Regions from separate parts of the Mus musculus genome. Here all the other regions are linked to region 3. A link is a contact called in public promoter capture Hi-C data. All regions are on one chromosome and are shown on one strand. Each heading gives the region's core, a stretch centred on a gene start, on an enhancer-like site or on the middle of the called end of the contact. The rest is flanking DNA. Distances are from core to core; before and after follow the strand shown. Region 1 holds the start of Rnf43 (ring finger protein 43). Region 2 holds the start of Tex14 (testis expressed gene 14). Region 3 holds the start of Usp32 (ubiquitin specific peptidase 32).

Region 1 (2,817 bases), core at 44-2,543, 2.5 Mb before region 3:
TTTTCTCCCATCGTCACTGCGAATACAGAAATGCCACCTCTTCTCTTTGGAATTTCCAAATGTGCTTTAGATACAAACATGGATTGGTATTATGTCAGATCACTTGCTGCTGGTCTTCCATATGTATCAGATTCCTGAGGCACTAAACCCGAGGCCGATGAAGAAAACAAGGTCAGTAAACGGCTAAAGCAGCGCATCGGAGGTGAGGGAGGAACTTCAGCTCAGAACACGAAGACATGCTGCCCTTTTTAAGCCAGAAAAAAATGTCAACCATAAATGGCTAAAGTCCATGAGGAGGTTTTCTTTTGAATAGGGGAAGAGTGGGAACTAATCAGGCCCCACCTGGAGGGATGTCTAATGATGCTGAAGCATATACTCTTAATTAAAATGTCCATGCTAAATTGTGTTTCAGCATAGTCCAGAGTTCTAGGCCTACTGAATTTATATACTTTTAAAGAACTACAATATATTATTTTGTGTGTGTGTGTTCCACCAAAAGTGCCTGTAAAATTAGGCACAAATTCATATATCTTTGACATACGACACAATTAATCTGAGTATCAAAATCTCTTCCAACTTCCCTTTTGAGATACTTGAAAAGTTTAGCTTTGCAATTATTTTCCCAGCTAAAATTCATATTTCTGTTTCCACTTTCCTTTCTCGTTTAGGGATCCCAGAGTTTATTCTCCAGTCTGAGAATGCCAAGCGCTTTGACTTTCCTCAGAATGCTGTGGAAACACATCCAGACTTTACAATCTGTAATCTTCTAGATTCAGGAGAAAAACAAAGGACTATTCCTAAGTTTTCAAATTCCTTGAGGGGGCGGAGAATAAAAGATAGGGGGGTAGAGAGGCTCTAAGTTGAGCGCCCTGAAAAAAATCAGGCTGAGGAGACCTGGGTTATTTCTATGTTCCTAGGAAACTTTGGACTCTTTATAAACATCAGATTTTTAAAATGCGCACCCTTAAGTAACTATAAATACACTTCACCCACAAAGTATGCTGCCTTTTGAAGTCATTTAAAAATCCTATAAAGTCTTCAGAGTAAGTGCTGAAAAGCCAAGCGTCTGAACGCAAACCTGTTCTATAGATTCTTTACTTTCGCTGAGACAGAGGGAGGGAGAAAACACGAAAGAATTTCAAAAGAAATCTGCAAACCTGTTGCGCTGTCGGGCCCACTGGAGTCCACGGCACGGGGATGAAACAAATTCAATTGTGCATTTATAAATCCTGCTTTAAAAAAAGACCTGAGCTGCTTAACCCAGTACGGCTCCGGCTTCCACCTTCTCACTCTGCAATCAGACCAAGTGCTCGCACTACAGGTAGGTGCTGAGAAATTCCGAAGCCCGAAAAAGTAATCCACGCAGATCAGGCAAAAACTTATTCCAAGACGAGAGCTACTGTCCTCCTCAAGAACTCTGGAAATGCTTAAAGATGAGCCAAAATCATCTCTAAAATCTAACAAAAGTCTTCTCCCTCCGCCTCTGTACGGAATATCTTGGAAGAGATGAGAAACGAAGCAGCAAATAGAACAGTCACTACCCAAATCACAGAATATCCCAGAGGGAGAAGACGGTATCCCTGAATCATGGACGGACTTGGAAGTTCAGGAGGAGGCAGGGTTGAAGTGCTTCCTTTCAAGAAAGACAATTCTGGATCAGCTCCCTACAGCAGGAAACCTGTGGTTTGTAATTGGTGTACCAGCTCTGACTTCTTCCCCTGGGACTGCAATCACGCTCTCTACCTGCTGACAAAGTGAGGGTGGAGCCGCTACACGCAAGCCGGCCCCTCCTCCTCTTGGTGCACGCACTCACTAATTTAACCAAAAGTCTTCTCTCGGTCTCTTTCTGTCTCTTGCTCTTTTACTCCCCCTAGTGAGCGACAGCCCAACTGCATGCAGTTCAATCAGTCCTTACCTTTCCCCACAGGAGATAAATCAGGGCCACCCAAATGTGTCTATTCTGTAAGCACTAGCACACTGACGGCGGTATGAGGAACGGAACAGAAAACAAAGACATCCAAAAGACAAAAGAACGGCGCAAAGTCTTGCAGTTACAAATTCAAATAGATCTCTATTCTTCCCATGTTTTAGTGTCTACAAATGGCACAAAGCCAGAATTGAGAGATCTTATACTGAGTACTTGTTGCTTATGTCTGCCACTGTGAATAAAGACTTCTGCATAGCTTTTCTTCAGTTCTTACTACGTTCAGTAGTTCTGCCTAAACTGCACCTGGATGGATCTCTCGAATCAGGTTGCTGTCAGAAGTCTGGAATCTGTTATTTCTCTCTTACTCTTTGGGTCAAACCTATTCTTCCAGTGTAAGACTCTAAGTTAGTCTGCATATAGAAGCTAAGCATTAAACCTATGCTTGGAGCTGGAGCAGTGGCTCAGTGGTTAAGAGCACTGGCTGCCTGTTCATCCAGAGGGCTGAAGTCTAGTTTTCAACATTTACATGGTGGCTCACAACCATCTACAACTCCATTTCCAGTGAATTCAACACCCTTGTCTGGCCTCCACAGGCACTGCAGACAAAACACCCATACACACAAGATGAATCTTTTCTTAAAAGTTAAATATGTCTAATAAAAACAGTATAGGTAAAGAGATTAAATTTAGCTAATTACTACCTTCATGCAATATAGTTCTTTGTAAATCTTCATATTTGAATACTGTAATATTTAAATTTTCAAATTATATTTGACATTTCTTTTTAAAATTGTATTTGATATGTATGGATGTTTTGTCTGCATGTATGTTTGTATACCATGTGTGTGAGAAGCCAGAAGAGGGTGTAAGGCTCTGTGGAGCTGCAGTTA
Region 2 (3,246 bases), core at 292-2,791, 2.3 Mb before region 3:
GACACGGAATTTGGAGCTTGCTCCAGATAGTAAACAGTTTTTTAAGTTTATGTTTCAAGAAAATGGTGCTGTTTTTCCATCCTCATACTTTGAATGACGTGTCTATGCACATTTAAGAGCTGTGACATTCTCTACACTGTTCAAAATGTCGCCACCTTCCTTAGTACTTGAATGACTGATTTGGAGTATTTAAAGCTTCAATTCCTGAATAAAAGTCCAGGCTAAGAATCACTGGCAGGGAGGGGAAAGGTAGTACAGCAGGTAAAGGGCCTGGTTGCCAAGCCTGACAGCCTCAATTCCATCTGTCCCCAATACCACATGGGGGAAGCCGAGAACCAATTTCTCTCACCTCCAGTCTAGTAATGTGGCCTGTGTGTCACACACAAACACAAAAGAAATGTAATAATAAAGAGTCGTTGCTTTAGCTGAGCATTGGTGGCACTGACCTTTCTTTTGTTTTGGGGGTGGGGGGTTCCAGACGGGGTTTCTCTGTGTAGCCCTGGCTGACCTCAAACTCAGAAATCCACCTGCCTCTGCCTCCCAAGGGCTGGGATTAAAGGCGTGCACCACCACTGCCCGGCTTTTTTTGGGGGTAGGGGGTGGGGGTGGGGAGGTCGCTGGCCTTTCTAATCCCAGTACTCAGGAGGCAGAGGCAGATGAATCTCTGTGACTTCGAGGAGAGCCTGCTCTACAGAGTCAGTTTTGGGAGAGCCACGAAAGAAACCTACACAAAGAGGTTGTCTTGAAAACCCACAAGTTAAAAAAAGAAAAGAAAAGAACCCGGTGTGGTGTCGCACACCTTTGATCCCAGCACTCAAGAGGCAGAGGCAGGCAGATTTCTGAGTTCGAGGCCAGCCTGATCTACAGAGTGAGTTTCAGGACAGCCAGGGCTACATAGAGAAACCCTGTATCGAAAAACCAAAAAGAAAAGAAAAAAAGAAAGAAGAAGTTGTTGTCAATAAGTAGTGCAAAAGCAGGGAGAGTCGCGTATTCCTATATCCCATAATTTAGAAAGTTTAGATGCTGTCTTCAAAAAAAATGCTAGATTTTTTTTTTTTTTTGAAATGTGAGGTAGGTATGACACACTTTTTTTGGTTTTGTTTTGTAGCTCTGGCTGTCCTGAAACTCACTCTGTAGACCATGCTGTCCTCGAACTCAGAAATCCGCCTGCCTCTGCCTCCCGACTGCTGGGATTAAAGGCGTGCTGCCACCACTGCCCGGCACGACACACTTTTTTTTTATATCATCTTCCGTATTTCTTGGGCCTTTAAAGCCACCTTCCAAACTGCCAATCTCCCCAAAAGTTCTGATGTGGAAGCAGTCACTCCCGCTCCGTCAACATCCCCGGTCAACTCTACTAAAGAGGTCCAGCTCCTCCCTCGGGACACCAGAGGCCCAGGCTAGACCACGAGACGACAAGGACACGATAGCTTACTTTTCCAGCTACTTCTTACTCTAGGCAGGCCTGCCGACATGAATGCTCAGAAACCGCCACACTCTGAGGGAGCTCCGGAGTCCCGGGGTCACCCACCGGAAGCTGTGCGTGCGTGCGTGAGCGGGCGAGTGCGTGGACGCGCGCGTGGGCGCCAACCACTCCCTACCGCAGCCCCCCAAAGTGGGAGGCTGGCCCACAATCCCCCGCGAGGGCGGGAAAAGCAAGGGGTCGCCTGGCAAGGGTCAGGGGACACACAACAGACCTCCTACAAGGGTTTTTTGAATTTTTCACAGCAGGAAACTGCCAACTGGTCAGTTTCTGGTTGCTGCGTCTACTACAACTTCCATCCAGGAGGATGGATTCTTGAGGAACCCGTGAAAGAGGGCAGAGCATGGTGAGGAAATATGCTGTACAGGGTTCACTTGGCCTGGCTACCGTCTCCGCGTCTCCGGCCTCTTTTTTTGTTTTTGTGTTCACTGTCAGGCTATATCCGAAACGTGACTCGGACGAGTGAAACTAGAAGACAACCTTACATGAAACCAGTGTGTGGGATTTCCTCAGCAGCAGCAAGGCCTCGTGAGTCTAGGCCGCGCGAGCCCCGCCCCTTACGCCGCGCGTGTGACGTCACGCCACTGACCCTCCCCCGCGGGAGGGCGGGGTTTGGGTTTCCAGCGCTTTCGCGCCTCTTGCTCTACGTCACTGCGTGCGTAGCCGCCGAGCTCTCAAAAAAAAAAAAAAAAAAAAAAAAAATGCAGCGGGAGTTGGTGGGTTATCCGCTGTCTCCAGCGGTGCGCGGGAAGCTGGTGGCTGCGGGGTTTCAGACGGCGGAGGACGTCCTAGAGGTGAAGCCCTCCGAGCTCAGCAAAGGTAACGACTCCCAGCTGCCAGCTGATGCACCGCGGCCGCTTGGCGCCGCCTCCGTCTTCGTTCCGCCGCCTCCGCCAAGCCGATCTTTTGACACCGCTGAAATTCTCTTGAGCTTGGAACTGTGTGGAGCAACGTTTACTGATTGCTTTCTCCGTGCTCGCTGGATGCTTTGAGGAGTGCCTCACTTAATGGTTTAAGGAAGGCTCCTCTTGGACCAGGGTGTCCAATCTGTAGATGAAAGAACCGACTTCTCATCTTGAGGTTTCATGATAAACTGGGTTGGGAAACAATCACAAGCCATGTAATTCTCCTTGGTCAAAGATCCTGGGGGGCGGGGGGGGGGAATTGAAGTTGAAAAATAAAGGATTAGAGAAGGACTAGAGATATTTCAGTGAGAAAAGCAATAGAACATTCCCTTAGACCAGGAGAAAGCTCTAGAAAGACGTTCGTGATTCACAGGAATACTGCCTCCCCCCCCCCCCCGCCCTGGCCCCCGACTTTTCTCAGAGTTCTTTAGGTTACAGATAAGTGGGAATCACAACCGGGCAGTGGTGGCGCACGCCTTTAATCCCAGCACTTGGGAGGCAGAGGCAGGTGAATTTCTGAGTTCGAGGCTAGCCTGGTCTACAGAGTGAGTTCTAGGACAGCCAGGGCTACACAGAGAAACCCAGTCTCAAAAAACAAAACAAAAAAACCAAAGTGGGGACCACTGCATCCTTAATGTTCACAAATCCAAACTTCGTTGTAGTCACCCACTGTGCCAGTAATACTATGCACATCTCTTTGATGGTGATCAAAGAGGACAGAATGGAATCTGGTTTGATTTTTGTTTAAGTGTTGTGTATTGAACTCATGGCTTTGCCAATGTTAAACACTACCACAGAGCTATACCCCTAGTCTAATTTTACATCCCAGCGATGATGCTAACAGAGTAGTAGCAGAAT
Region 3 (3,162 bases), core at 375-2,874:
TTAGGTATTTAACTCATTTACATTTCCAATGCTATACCAAAAGTCCCCCATATCCACCCACCCAATGGCATGACTTTCATGGTGAAGACAGATACACATCAGAGTGAAAATGAAATGGGAACCAGGTGTGGGGCATAGGCTTCCAACATCTGGAGGCAGAGACAGGAGGACTGCCACAAGTCCCAGTCCAGGCAACTGCTAGAACTTGTCTCACTGGTTCCCCCACCCAGAAAAAGGAAATGGAAAAACATTCCATTGTGTTTATACACCACATTTTGTTTACTAACTTATGACATTTATTTTTAACGTTTTGACTATTGTATATACTATAAATGCTGAGTGCATAAATAGCTGTTCACACATCCCTTTAAAGACATACTTCGGGACTATATACTGAGAAGTGGAATTGCTGAACCACATGCCTGATATGCTACAACACAATGAGCCATGTTAAGTGAAATAAGCCAGTCACAGGAGAAATGTAGTTGCCTTGATGAACCAACATTACTGTTGAAAGTTTCAGTTCTCTACTAGATCAAGTAGTCCTGAAGATAAACTAAGACTGAATAACGATGTAAATGTTAATGCTACTAAATTCACACACACACACTATATACATATGTATTATACATAAAATATATGTATTTTAAAGCAAGCTACTCAGTTTTGAACTGTCTCATTTTTAGAGGGCAAGTGTTTGGTTGAAGCATGAAGGTGGCAGGGCTGGGTGTGGTGTTTCTTGTAGAACCAGTACATGGGAAACTGAGGCACGCGAATCTACAAGTTCGAGGACAGCCTGGGTTACAAAGCAGAACCCTGCGTCAGAAACAAACACCCAAAACAAAACATCTAATGCGGCTTAAAAAAATTGGGGGAGGGAGGCAACAGGTTCAGAGGGAAAAATGGACCAACATAGTGGCTTGGGCCTCTGAAAGAAAAGCTAAGGCAGCCGCGTTTGGAGAATGGGAAGGCGTAGAAAGTAAAATACTGCGACAAGGTCCACTGCCCTGTCCTGAGGCTCCATCTCTAGAAGGAAAAAGAGGTATCTTCTCAGAGAAGCCGTGAGTCTCATCTTCCACTTCTGCCAACATCCCCCGAACGTTAGGGGTCCCCCGCCTGCCCGCTCCTTTTGTCGCCCGCACCGCTTTCCTCAGACCCCCCCTGCTCCCTAACATTCCCCTAGTCTTCCAAGGTGGGTCGCGGCCACCGCAGCACCAACCGTCATCGCTCCGGCCCCGCCCGTCGAACGCCAGAACGTGGGGGGCGGGAAGACCCGTCCTCGGGCGCCCCGGAAGTCACTGCCCTCTTGGCCAGCTGAGCGCCGCGGCGGGATTCGAGGCCTAGGATTGGCAGGAAGATAGGGATGACGTGCTACGTGTGGCGAGGCCGCCCCGCCCCCCCTGCGCGCTCTTAGCGTGGGGTGGGGCGGAGCGTGGCCCCCCGGCGGCCATTACCCGGAACCGTCCCGGGCCTTGGGTCAGGTGACCCGCGGCGGTGCTGGCGGGAGGGCGGGGTGGGGGCGGAAGGGAGGAGAGGAGGAGTGAGGCGAGACGCGAAGGGAGGAGAGAGAGGAGAAGGGCGGAGTAGGAGGGAGGGGAAGGGGGCGGGGTGGGAGCGGGTCACGTGACTCGGCATGGAGGCGGCGGCGGCGGCCGGGAGGAGTCGCTGGGGCAGAAGCCGCACTTGTTAGTGTTGGGGGAGGAGGGGGCCGGGGACGCCGACACCGTCAGCCGGCGACGCCGCGAAGGAGGCGGGAGGGGGGTGGGGGCGAAAGCAGGCTCCGACCCCCGGCCGAGGGGATGAGGGGAGCATGGGCGCCAAGGAGTCACGGATCGGATTCCTCAGCTACGAGGAGGCGCTGAGGAGAGGTGAGGGGGAGGGGTCGAGTGAGCTGCGGGGAGGCCAGCGCGGAGCGCCCAGGGGTGGGTGGCCGGAGGGAGAGGAGGCTGGGGCGTGGGGTGCCTGGCGAAGGACCCGGGAGGCCAGCCGTGGGAATATCGAGGGCAGGGAGGTGGAAGGGGAAGCGGGGTGTGGGAATTGGGGCACTAGGGGAGGGGGCGAAGCTTTGGCAGTGACGGGGGTACCGGGCGCTGGCTGGCCATTGCCGGTGCACTCGGTTGGCGTTGTTATCTTGTTTAGGTGCAGGGAAGCCCTGACCATCGGTTCTTGGGTGGCTCAACCCTTCCAGGCCCCCTCATCCTTCAGTGCCATTTTCTCATATCACTCTTTCATTTAAAAAAAAAAAAAAAAGCCTCCGACAACATCCTAATCTGGTTTCTAACAGCATTGGCTGGAGGAGAAGACAGGGCGTTCTGTTTTGCTCCTGGAAGTCCTTTTCTATTAGGGAGCCTCTGGTTTTCCCAGGGTCTTTGCCTCTCTGTTGAGGGCGATGACTATCCTTCCATTTACTCCTGCCATCCTTCACCCTTTGAGCGGTTGACTTTGATTAAGAACGACCTGAAAGTGAAGTTGTGTTTAAGGTGAGAACAGATTAGACAGCTGATGTTCATAAGACCTTGTCTTAGGTTTCCTCTCCTCGGACATTGATCAGACGGTTTTAGTACACTTGATTCCCAGTTCTTACCCCCTCGCTCCCTTAAAATGGCATTCGGAAACCCAGCATTGTGATACTGTATTACAGCTCCCTTCAGAGACTGGCCTTGCTGTCAACGGCTGCTGCTCTTGGCTCTGATTCACACTGTGTTGTTAATAGCCCCCAACCCCCTACCACTTACTCTGATACGATTGTCAGTGTAAAGCTCGTGCTAACTGGAAGTGTCTTGCACAGTTTATGGCCGGAATGTGACTTAATTTTTCATGACTGAGATTTGAGAGTGTGTCTGTGTGGTGCTTGTAGTTCTCTTTGATGTTTAATGGATTTTCTTGGTAAGAAGTGAAAAACATTAAGCAGATTAGTGGCCAGACATTATTGTTAACAGATTTCTAAGACCAAAATAAATAAATAAATAAATAAATAAGTAAATTCAGTCATGCGCCAGGTGTTTTTAGTAGCTTGGGATAGAAACTTAAAATATGATGAAAAAGACATTTTAAAGTGAGGATTTAGAAATGAGATCTAGTTCATATACAAAGAGAAATAAGTTCATTGGACCCACAACCTAATAAACAGAAAATAAGATACAGAATTGTAGCTGCATCAAT

Evidence for each region. Promoter capture Hi-C pulls out the DNA fragments that hold promoters and counts their contacts.
Region 1: a promoter capture Hi-C map of liver shows a contact between it and region 3, with 8 times the contacts expected there. The contact joins the promoter of Rnf43 here to the promoter of Usp32 in region 3. A contact is called at or near these places in 2 of 39 promoter capture datasets (liver and pre-B cells).
Region 2: a promoter capture Hi-C map of pre-B cells shows a contact between it and region 3, with 6 times the contacts expected there. The contact joins the promoter of Tex14 here to the promoter of Usp32 in region 3. A contact is called at or near these places in 2 of 39 promoter capture datasets (liver and pre-B cells).

The regions. Positions count from the first base shown.
Region 1 is chr11:87,661,563-87,664,379 of GRCm38.p6, reverse strand. Rnf43 (ring finger protein 43) reads right to left here and starts at 1,293. Exons shown (of 10, transcript NM_172448.4): 1 at 1,158-1,293; 2 at 1-244.
Region 2 is chr11:87,403,360-87,406,605 of GRCm38.p6, reverse strand. Tex14 (testis expressed gene 14) reads right to left here and starts at 1,541. Exons shown (of 31, transcript NM_031386.2): 1 at 1,436-1,541. Rad51c (RAD51 paralog C) reads left to right here and starts at 2,100. Exons shown (of 9, transcript NM_053269.4): 1 at 2,100-2,302. The coding sequence starts at 2,185.
Region 3 is chr11:85,138,417-85,141,578 of GRCm38.p6, reverse strand. It overlaps Usp32 (ubiquitin specific peptidase 32), which reads left to right and starts at 1,624. Exons shown (of 34, transcript NM_001029934.1): 1 at 1,624-1,868. The coding sequence starts at 1,811. It also overlaps a transcript of 1700125H20Rik not described here.